2 separate regions of the Gasterosteus aculeatus genome follow, and region 1 is linked to region 2. A link is a contact called in public Hi-C data. All regions are on one chromosome and are shown on one strand. The core of a region is the stretch at or near the end of the contact, and the rest is flanking DNA. Distances in the headings are between cores, read along the strand shown.

What was found. A called contact is a pair of places that touch in the nucleus more often than the background predicts.
Region 1: a contact with region 2 is called in a Hi-C map of tail fin, with 6 times the contacts expected there. The contact joins two enhancer-like sites. A contact is called at or near these places in 5 of 6 Hi-C or Micro-C datasets (liver, skeletal muscle, tail fin and 1 more).

Annotation. Positions count from the first base shown.
Region 1 is chr4:16,342,055-16,347,129 of fGasAcu3.hap1.1, forward strand. It overlaps gpc4 (glypican 4), which reads left to right. Exons shown (of 9, transcript XM_040172820.2): 3 at 4,092-4,489; 4 at 4,730-4,895. Among protein-coding and RNA genes, the nearest start is that of brd8b, 8.2 kb to the right of the region's middle. Within about 2 kb of position 2,002, at least 3 of the 9 cell types and tissues checked have open chromatin away from gene starts, as enhancers often do.
Region 2 is chr4:16,298,742-16,303,788 of fGasAcu3.hap1.1, forward strand. All of the region lies in intron 6 of gpc3 (glypican 3), which reads left to right. Among protein-coding and RNA genes, the nearest start is that of gpc4, 24 kb to the right of the region's middle. Within about 2 kb of position 1,825, at least 1 of the 9 cell types and tissues checked has open chromatin away from gene starts, as enhancers often do.

The DNA of each region.
Region 1 (5,075 bases), core at 752-3,251, 43 kb after region 2:
AGTGCCTCGTCTCATGAACCCCCTCATGCTACACCCCTCGCCTCCCTCTCCAGAGAGACGTGCACGCTTCCAGGCGGACCACACACACACACACACACACACACACACACACACACACACACACACACACACACACACACACACACACACACACACACACACACACACACACACAATCGTGTGTGTGTGTGTGTGTGTGTGTGTGTGTGAGAAAGCCTGTATATATTGGGATCAGGTTTCCCATTCTGAGGCTGAGAGATCATGGGAACACAGAACCGTGCTGAGTCACCGAGGGAGGGGGGCAGCTTTGACTAGCCTGCGCCACCCGACCGTGTCACCGCTGGAGAAGAGGCAGAAGATCAACTGATAGACTTCCTGAGTTTCACGTTTCTCAACACAATGTCGCTTGTTCCGGATCTGCAAACCCGTGTAGGGTTTTCGATGCTTTGCTAGTTTGTGCACATGCAGAGACCTTCAGATCTTATGTGTCAGGGAAAGGGAGCGAGGGATAGTCCGTAACGAGGAGTGTGTATTGCAGCCAGATGTGAACAGGAATTTGACGTGTCGGAATGCAGTGGCTGCTGTAGACGTCCTGCGCCCCCCCACCCGCAAACCCCTTTTCTCTGCCTCTCTCTCCTCCCTTCACGCGCGGTAACGCACCGCTCGTCGGAGCGATCGCTTTAATGTTTCTGTGCTTGTTTTTTGACCCGACAGCCAACAAACCTGAACGCAAAGATCTTCAGAGGGCGATCATAAATATTCACGTTTTGGCCGCAGAAACTAGTGAACATAACAGGTTATTTGATTGCAAAACATTTACATTCAATCCATTGACAGAGAAATAACTCATCTTTACATTACATTTGTCTTACACCGTTTAATACAATGTGATACGATTTAAAACGTTGTTCCCTCTAACAGAGTGCTGTCGTGCGTTTCATGTTTCTTCTGAGCTTTTGCATTTGGAGCAAAATGCAAAGCATATATCTGCATATATATATATATATATTTTTTTTTACATATCTATAAAAAACCTGCTCTGCTGTGAGACCTCATTATCATTTAACTGGTTAGCCCCGTTGTGTGTATATACGAGGCTTAAATACTGTCACTTTTAAAACAAGATATAACTTGACGTGTTTGCATGACACAAACATTACAGCACGCAAAGCCTGAGTAGCTGTCGGGTCGGCCTTCGGACCAAGCTGACAGTGCCAGTGACAGTCGCCCCCCCCGGCTCCACGGTTCTAGCCCGCCTCTCTGGACTCTCCGGGTTGCCGACCCATTATTCACCGTTGTCGTGTCGAGACGCCCCCAAATGAGGCACTTTCCCGCCGGGTAAACAGGCACAGGAAGCTTCTCTTTGTGTCCACCGTTTCGGAGGAGGGCTGTCGGGCGCTTGCGCTGTGGTGCGCGTGTTAAACGCGTTGCTCCCACGCTAACACACTCAGGAAGTAGCATTTGTGATTAGGCAGGCTGTCTCCATGCGCCCGGAGCTACGAGTCACGGCTAATTAAGACCAGGGCCAGAAATAGAGCTCCCCTCTCGAGACCCTCCTCGCTGTGTGTCTGTCCTACTGCACTGACCCCGTCCAGCGGAGCGAGCCTGTGTCTGGGATTTAAGCGCCTGGATTAAGGCCCCTTCTTCTCTCTGCGTGCACACACACACACACACACACACACACACACAACAAGAGACATCCATTCGAAAGCTCTAGAGACCAACAGCAGGAGGGTCAGAATCCCGACCCACAAGAAAAGTGAGAAGCGCAGGGACTAATTGGCACAAATAGGATGCAATTACTGCCTGGGCTGGGATTGGGAGGAGCAGAGTTTATAGGGACGGGGGTGGGTGGCGCAGAGGGAGTGTGCGTGTGTGGGGGGGCTCCTTGTAGGAGGAAGTGGGAGGAGAATCGGTCAGCTCCTCTGTTCCCATGATGGATCGGGCCTACGGATCCTCTTATAATGTAGGGCCTCCTCTGCAACATGTGGCAATAATGACAGGGTGAGGGGGGCAAAGGGGAGGGAGACCAGGCAGGAGTCCTCCTTCCTTACAGTTCGTTACAGCGTGGTGTCTCTCTCTCTCTCTCTCTCTCTCTCCCGTGTAACCTTTCACCCAGATTTCCTCAGACCATTGGCGGAGCGAAAGGCAACATTTTTTAATGGAAAAATCATGAGGGAGTGTTCAGCTCCTCGGCCTGTTGGCAGATGGCTGCGTGTCATAAACTGTTTTTAATGACAATGCAAGATGCCTGTGTAATGCTGCTCATACTTCAGACTCCCAAAGAGGAGCCCCCACCATTACCAACCCTCCCCCATGGCCCCCACCCACACACCCACACACTCACCCCCCACAGGACGCGCTCCTTCTCTTACCAGAGGGTTTGTCCAAACTCATTACAGGGCTTATCTGTTTAGCATATAGGGATTACCGCTCTAACAAACTGTAGAGAGGAAATAGAGAAGTTTGTCCTCCTCCTCCTCACCACTTGTCTCTTTTCACTGACTTTAAACTTGTGGTAACTATGACATTCCAGGGGTTGGGGTGGACCTTTTGTTTTAATCTTTGTCAATGGAGCGTGGACGTGTGTGTGTGTGTGGGGGGGGCAATGATGGCGGGTGAAGTAAATGGAGGGGCTGCAGTGTTTCCGGTATCCTTGGCAACACAGTGGGAATTTGGAGTTAAGGAAAATCCTCAACTTAACCCGCCCTCACAGTGTGTGTGTGTGTGTGTGAGGGGGGTGTGATATAATATATACTAGGGCGGTCAATAGATTTTTTTTTTTTTAAATGAACTAATTCCATTTGACCGGGAGCGGGGGCGGGGGTTGGGCGCACGGGAACTTTACATGTCAAAGCCAGGCAGAGGGCGCCCAGAGGGACGGCAGCCGGACGGCCGTTTTGTGCACACGGACGGGTGAAAGGAGCCGAGTGCAACGCTAGACTGAAGGTGAAGCATTTTTCAGAGACTGAGGAATTCTCATTTTGTTCAGATTAAGAAAGTTTCTGGGGGGGGGGGGGGAGGTGTCCGTGGGAGAGGGGGCCTGGATTATGGGGGGGTGGGGGTGATGGACATTCCTCAGGATGAAGTAGGTCATTGTTCCCTGTCTCTAGTGAAGAGAGCTCTGAAGGAACTGATGAAGTGAAAGCGGCGGAGGGAGGGAGATGGAGGGCTAGATGGGGGGTACAGGTCCATATATGGGAGTGGGGTGGTTGGTGGGGGGGGGTTCGCATTATTCACTAATCCTATTGAAAATGCCTCTGAAGGACAGTCCGGGACAAGTCGGGAGAAAGGAGAGCGAATGGAATGTGACAACAGAGAAGCGCCATTGATGGTGGTCAGCTTGATGCGGAGAGATGCCGCCGCCCCCCCCTCCCTCCCTCCCTCCCTCAATGGAGAGACGGCCGGGCCCGAAGCGGCACCGCTCTCCCACCCGGAGCCGCTCCATCCGCCTGACACAGATGCTCCGGCTTCACCTTTCACCCCTCCTGCTTCACCCCTCTCAGCTCCTCATTATAACCCCCCCCCCCACAACACATTCCTTTTGCCTTTCATCTTTTTGATTTTATGCTCAAGCTGTTTCTGTTGAGATGCGGAGAGTGTCGGGATGTGGGTACAGGTGAAGGCGGCTAAACATCATTGTGATCTGAAGCCGTGGCAGCATCGTCACGGTCACAGCTTCAGAAAGCAATGTACTGGAATAAAGTCTGGTGGCAGGAGCATTATACTTTAGAAAGGTTGCTTTTTGGCAGGCAACATCTATAATCTAGTTACTAACATACACTGTGGCCTTGCTGGAATCTGTATTTTGCAATAACAATCCCTTTTTGTTTCGTAATGAGATACCAAAGAAGCACTATGTGTGAAAATCCTGCCCAAACGAGGCCATTCTTGAGTCAAAGATCGATAGAAACGGTGGCCTCTGTAGCTGCCCCGAGGAACACGGACATGTTATCCATCATACAAATTGAATTCCCTTTGTTCTAGGGCTGGGCGCTATGGCCAGAGTCTCGTTGTGCCATGTTAACAACGTAAAACGGCCTCCGCGTTTAGTCATCGCACTAATCCACCTCCCTCCTTTTCTTCAACAGAGTTTTTCCGCGAGCTTTTGAAAAACGCACACGGTTCGCTGCACAACATGTTCGCGCGGACGTACGGGATGATGTACATGCGGAACTCTGAGCTGTTCGACAACTTCTTCAAGGCCCTGAAGCGGTACTACGTGTCCGGCAGCGCCGCCGTCAACCTGGACTCCATGCTGTCGGACTTCTGGGCCGACCTGCTGGAGAGGATGTTCGGGCTGGTCAACGTGCAGTACGAGTTCAGCCCCGCCTACATGGAGTGCGTCAGCCAGCACACGGAGCAGCTGCAGCCCTTCGGCGACGTGCCGCGCAAGCTGCGCATCCAGCTGACGCGGGCCTTCGTCGCCGCGCGCACCTTTGTGCGCGGCCTGACGCTCCTGCCGGAGGTGGTCAACAAAGTCTCCATGGTGAGTGAGCGAGTGTGCGTCCATCCCTCCCCCTCTGGGTGTCTTCCTTCCCTTAGTGTCTGATAACAAAAGCCACGTTGACTGTTCTGGTACGGCATGTTTTTCTTCCTCTGCAAGGGGGGGGGATTCATTACCGCTAATGTTTACACTGGCGTGTGGAGTTTGCTGTGATTTTGGGTTTCTGAGTATGAGCGTGGTGCCGCGGGGAAACGCTAACCGTGCGCTAACTGCCCCCTCCAGGTCAGCGCGTCCCCCAGCTGCGTGCGAGCGTCCATGAAGATGTTGTACTGTCCCTACTGCTCGGGCCAGGTGGCGCTGAAACCCTGCCAGAATTACTGCCTGAACGTGCTGCGCGGGTGTCTCGCCAACCAGGCCGACCTGGACGCCGAGTGGAACAACTTCCTCGGTAAGCGACCGTCCCGTGGGCCAAAGAGGCCGCCGCTCGCAGCCAAAATGGCTTCAGGTGTTTCATTTGGCAGCAAAGTATATTTTTTTAAACTCCCTGCTTCTAGCGTCTTTTAAAATGTCCGTCCCTAAACTACAATGCAACCCTTCAGAAACCAGTTTGACATGATGGGATCTGGGT
Region 2 (5,047 bases), core at 575-3,074:
GAGCTGAGCTGAGCGCTAACGTCTTAATGCACACATGCTCGCAGTAACAATGTGATTGTGCGTTAGTGTCTTACAGAAGCCCAATCCGGCTGCAGTCTTAAAGTCTTATAGCGTGACGTGACGATACTTAGACCGTAGGAAACAGTCCAATGGTGCCAGTCATGTTCTAGCTTGTCAGGAAGCAGGCTGGAAATCCTAATATAGGATATCCAGCCCCCTTCCCCTCTATTATGTGTAAGATAGACATAACAGAGTATAGGGAGGACATAATACACTTCAATCATAATGTTCATAAAGCCCCTTTACACTCAAGCGTTGAATAGGTGATTTACAAAGACGCCATGTCTATTACAGGGGCTCTACTGGGAAAACGTAAGCCTCACTGATGTAATAAATCCAAAAGATGTGTTTTGTGTTTCCCCCACACTGATAAAGTGTGGTTTTAAAAAAAATATATGTTTTTGCCGCGGCGGAGCAGAGAGCTAGCGTGTATCCTCAGGGAACCTTGAATCTGTGCATCCATGGTACACTTGTTGAAGTATCTGAGTGGTGAACCGACTGACTGTCGGCCATCCATGGTAGCGTGACAAAGAGACAAAAACGCAGCCCTGGCTCCTCCCCTGTAAGAGGCAAACCCTTAAACTGGCTTTATAACCCTGCTAAATGTTTATTGACTGAACGCAGTATTTCTTGGTCTGAGCCGCTCCGAGCCGGCGTCTTGTAAACAAGCTCTGAAGGCACCGGAGAAAGTGAGGCTGTTTGGTTAAAAGCAGTTTTACAAGGTCTCCGCCTCCCCGCTAGTTGAAAGACCACTGCCTCTGAATGTTCCCGGGCTAAAAGCTCACAGACTAATTAACCTTCCGATGGGCGAATAGGCCACAGCTCACACGTAATTACTTTTGTCTGCCCGGTTCATATGCGGCGTGCACGGGGACGGGCCAACAACGAGATAACGTGTGTAATGTTCCTGGAAGTCGACCAAGAGAGCGCCACATTGATTTAAAGCGTCCGTGTTCCAGTCTCAGTCTCTTCCCTTTTGTACAGTGCGCGGAGCGGCAGACTGAAGAATGTGTACATGATTGTCCGCGCGTTCAGGACACGGCTCACCCACAAACCGGGCTATACAAGTCCTGCAAAGGCTCTCTTATCCCGCACACGTCCCCCCCTTCCTGAATGAACATTATTCTGCTTTCGGCTCAAGTGGTGAGCGCAATCAATGCTTCCTCCAGCTTTTGCTGACCCACTTTCGGACCAGGAATCAGCCCCGGCCCTCGGACCGTGTTGTGAAAATATAGGGGCTGCTCTCTCCAAGGCCGAGGGGAACATGGGACCCCTCCAAAGAATCCACTTCCTTCCAACTTAACCCCCCCCCCGATGTTTCGTTCCTTCGCTCCTAAGTGCTCCGTGACGATGGCCCTGAGAAATGCCGCCGTGCAGCGGAAATGTGTCATTTCTCACGTTGTCAGTGTTGATCAGAGAATCCGCAGATACAGACAGTCTGGCAGGGAGACCCTTGCCTTTTTGCTTCTGCGAGGCTAAACTAAACACTGAAAGAAGAAGAAAAAAAGAAAAGACCTCTCCGAGGCCGGTCGCCTCATGCTTATAAAACAGCGTTTTCTCACGCCCGGAGCAGCTGATGTCATAACTGAACCACAGCCAACATTTAAAGTGAAATGTGCAGTAGAAAGTGGATGGAAGAGAAATGTCTTTCCCCTTTCGGTTATTGCTCCCCGCCTTGGAACTTCCAGCGCCGAGGACATTTGTGTGCATGCTGTGTAACGCATTCCTGTCTGGAGCGGTGTGCCCTGCATGTGCATGTGCAGCGAGGCTGATAAAGAGTCCTCTTTCACCCGACTGTGACGTCGAGCAGGAGGTATTCTGCCATGCCAACAAGCCTCGCTGCTTTCTCAACGAAGATGGCAACACTTTTATAAAAGAAACAAGAAATGGCTAAATGAGCTCCCTCGTGCGGAGACACGTGCACGTGAAGGACGGCGCTCTCAAATTAGAACGTATTGTTTTGGTTCTGAGGAGACGAGGTTGTTTTGTCTCAACATCTGTTTAACTTCCCAGAGTATCGTGTCTCTCCTCTGTACAGCTAATCTCACAGGGGACGGTTGAGCTAGTGGCAAAATGGGGCAATTATGGGATTGGTCTTTGATTACAGAACGCTTCCCGCTCGTTTGTCAGGTGAATTTGCCATTTGGAGGGTCAGACCTCCCGGGATCATTCTGACAGCCTCTTCCTGGCTACATGACGCTCTTTGAAGGGACTCCATCTGCAACACCGCGCACATGAAAGACAACGTCTTGCTGAGGACCTTTCATTATTTGATCTTTCCCCGTTGAAACCTCCCGGCCCGCTCTTCCCGCTTTTTTATTTGTTTGCACCTCGTTCTCGTGTCTTTTCCGTCAGTCGCCTTTCTTTCCATCTCTCCAGCTGCGCTGAGCTGTGTGTGACGGACTCCAGCTCCGTCGCCCTTCCCTCCCCCGGCCCTCCCTCTCTGCAAAACCCCCTCATCCCTCCCTCTGCTCTCTCGGCCCCAGCTTCCCACTCTAATTGAAGCCAGAACCTGGGAAAAGTCCTGCAGGTAGGACAGGAATTCAGGGTGGAAAAAAAACAGATCCCGAGCGCCACAAATTCCATCACGCAGCCTCACTTCCTCTGAGCCGGCGGAGCCTGGGCAGCGTGTGCTCGACACCCCGCGCGCCCCCGCGCAGAATGCGCGCCTTTAATGTACAACTCACACTCCGGGACAGCTTTTACTGTGCACGCTGGTGGCAGTTAATCTTGTACACACATAGTTAGCGATATGACTACAGCGGATCCATTCCCAGTTCACACGCACCGGTGAAACGTGAGCGCACGAGCGAAATAAAGCAGCACTTCAAACAGGTCTTTGAAATGCGTGAACGAACACGGTGCTGTGAGCATAATAATTACAGTAGAGGCAGAATGGAAGCCGCCTCGTGACAAGGCCGGCGTGCGGTGGCCTTTTTTTCCCCGACAGGGTGTGCGTACTATCCGACTAATAGACACGGTGGGTGTCAGACGCTGTTTAGTAAACTTACACTTGCTAACCTGTCCATTATGCTCGCTCGAGTCAAAGAGTCCGACTTCTCTTTGATGTTATTCACCGAGGGTTTTTGAAGCGTTATTTTATACACGCCCCCGGGCCTTCGTCCTCTCGCCTTCCTCGTTTTTACGTGTGTGAAGTACGACTGCCGTAGAAGCAGAGGAGGAGGGAGAGCTGCTATGTTTGTTTGCAGGGGGGGTGAAGCCATGAGGGTCCTTTTTTTAAATGAAGTGTGACACCTGGTGTAAACCTGGGAGGAGCTGCGGGGCGTTTGTGGAGGTATCCGTGTTAGAGCACCACGCACGCACGTCATCCTTTCGCTTTCCCCAGACATCTGACTTCACGGTGTATTTAGGATTTGAGGAGTTAAAAAGGAGTTATGGTTCCTTAATTTTAGGAATGCAAAGATGAGAAACTCCCCCCCTCTACCTCCACACACACAACACACATACACTCACAAACTTGCACACCCCTCTCTCACCAGGGCTTTCTCCCCTGCTGGCTGGGAGGTCAGATGGAGCATGTGAGGGCCCTTTTCCTCCCAATTAGTCTGCTTGCTAATGAGGCCCAACCATGCCTTCTACCACTGCCACCCATTCCTCTTTACCTCCACCTCTCCCTCCCTCCCGCCCCGGCCCGTCTGCGCCCTGAGGTCTGAGCCGGGGTCGCCTCTCCCTTCCCACTCCGCCCCTTTGCTCCTGCACCACTGCCCCCCCCCCCCCCCCCCCCCCCGCTGGGTGTAATTATCACGCAGCCGGCTTGTAAAAACCCTGCTGCAAAGGTCCAGGCACCGCTCGCTAACCAGGCTTTCCGCTTTCTGGGGCCAATATTTTTTTGTTCATCCTTTTCTTTTTGTTGAACTGTCAGAACAGTCTCTGGTCTGACCCTCACATCCTGGCCTTGTTGTCACTGGGCACAGTCACGTGTTAGGATCCCCCACCCCTCCCAACCAGGAAGAGGTCAGGGGGGGTCACACTTCCTGTTTCCTGTCTCTGCCAGGTCATCAGAGGGTCTCCCTGCTCGGGTCGGAGACCTCCTCTGCTCCTCCTCTGCCTTTTGTTTGAGGCTCTGGAAGGGAGTATGGGGTGGGGGGGCGGAGAGGGGAGGGGATGCCCAGCGGAGTTGAGGCTCCTCTCTGACCCGTCATCTCGCCAGAGAGCCTCTTCAGTATGTGGTACTGCCTCATTTTACCCGCACTGTTCTCTTTCTGTAGGCTACACACTAAGCTGGCCGGCAGCAGGACAGCTGCTCGCGGGGGCCCGCGGCCCACCCGCAGCGCGTTCACGCACAGGCCGCTCCACCCTCCATTATACGCTTCCCCCGACCAGGCGTCTGCCGCCCGCCTCTAGGTGTGATCATGGGACACTGCTGATGTCAAAACGGAGGGTTTCTTAGCAACACATGACTCTGGGAACCGCTGCGATACCGTGGAAAGAAGGGCAGCAGCAGACAAAAAGAGATTGTCTGAGGGGTGTAATCTGATTTAGCAACCAGCGGCCTGTGCAGGAATGGGACTTTTTCCAACGGTTAAACCCCATGCAGACAATCAGGCACATTTATAGACATAAGTCAAGGTTTTCATTTGGTTAGCCTCAAAACAGAAATTGTTGTCATACCGGATATATTTAGTACTGGGGGGACTTAACCCTGTGTGTTCATGCCCTGCCTTGATCTGACCACAGAATGTCTGAATGACCAGAGACGACACAAAGGATACAAACTGCATTTAATCTGATATCTTAAATACATGTGAAGGGTTCAACAGTTTCATTAACCAAAGGAGTCCCTGGCAACAAAAAACAAACATTCATTGAGGATTCGGTCTAAACTGGAGAAATCTGGAAGTGGCCTCATGGGCTCAGTGAGAAAGGTGCAGTGGACACACGCCCAGTTTAACACAGTGTGTTCTGTTCCAACTGGAATTAACCTCGGGAAATGAATCTTGTCTGCATTAATTGTCTGAGGCAGGGC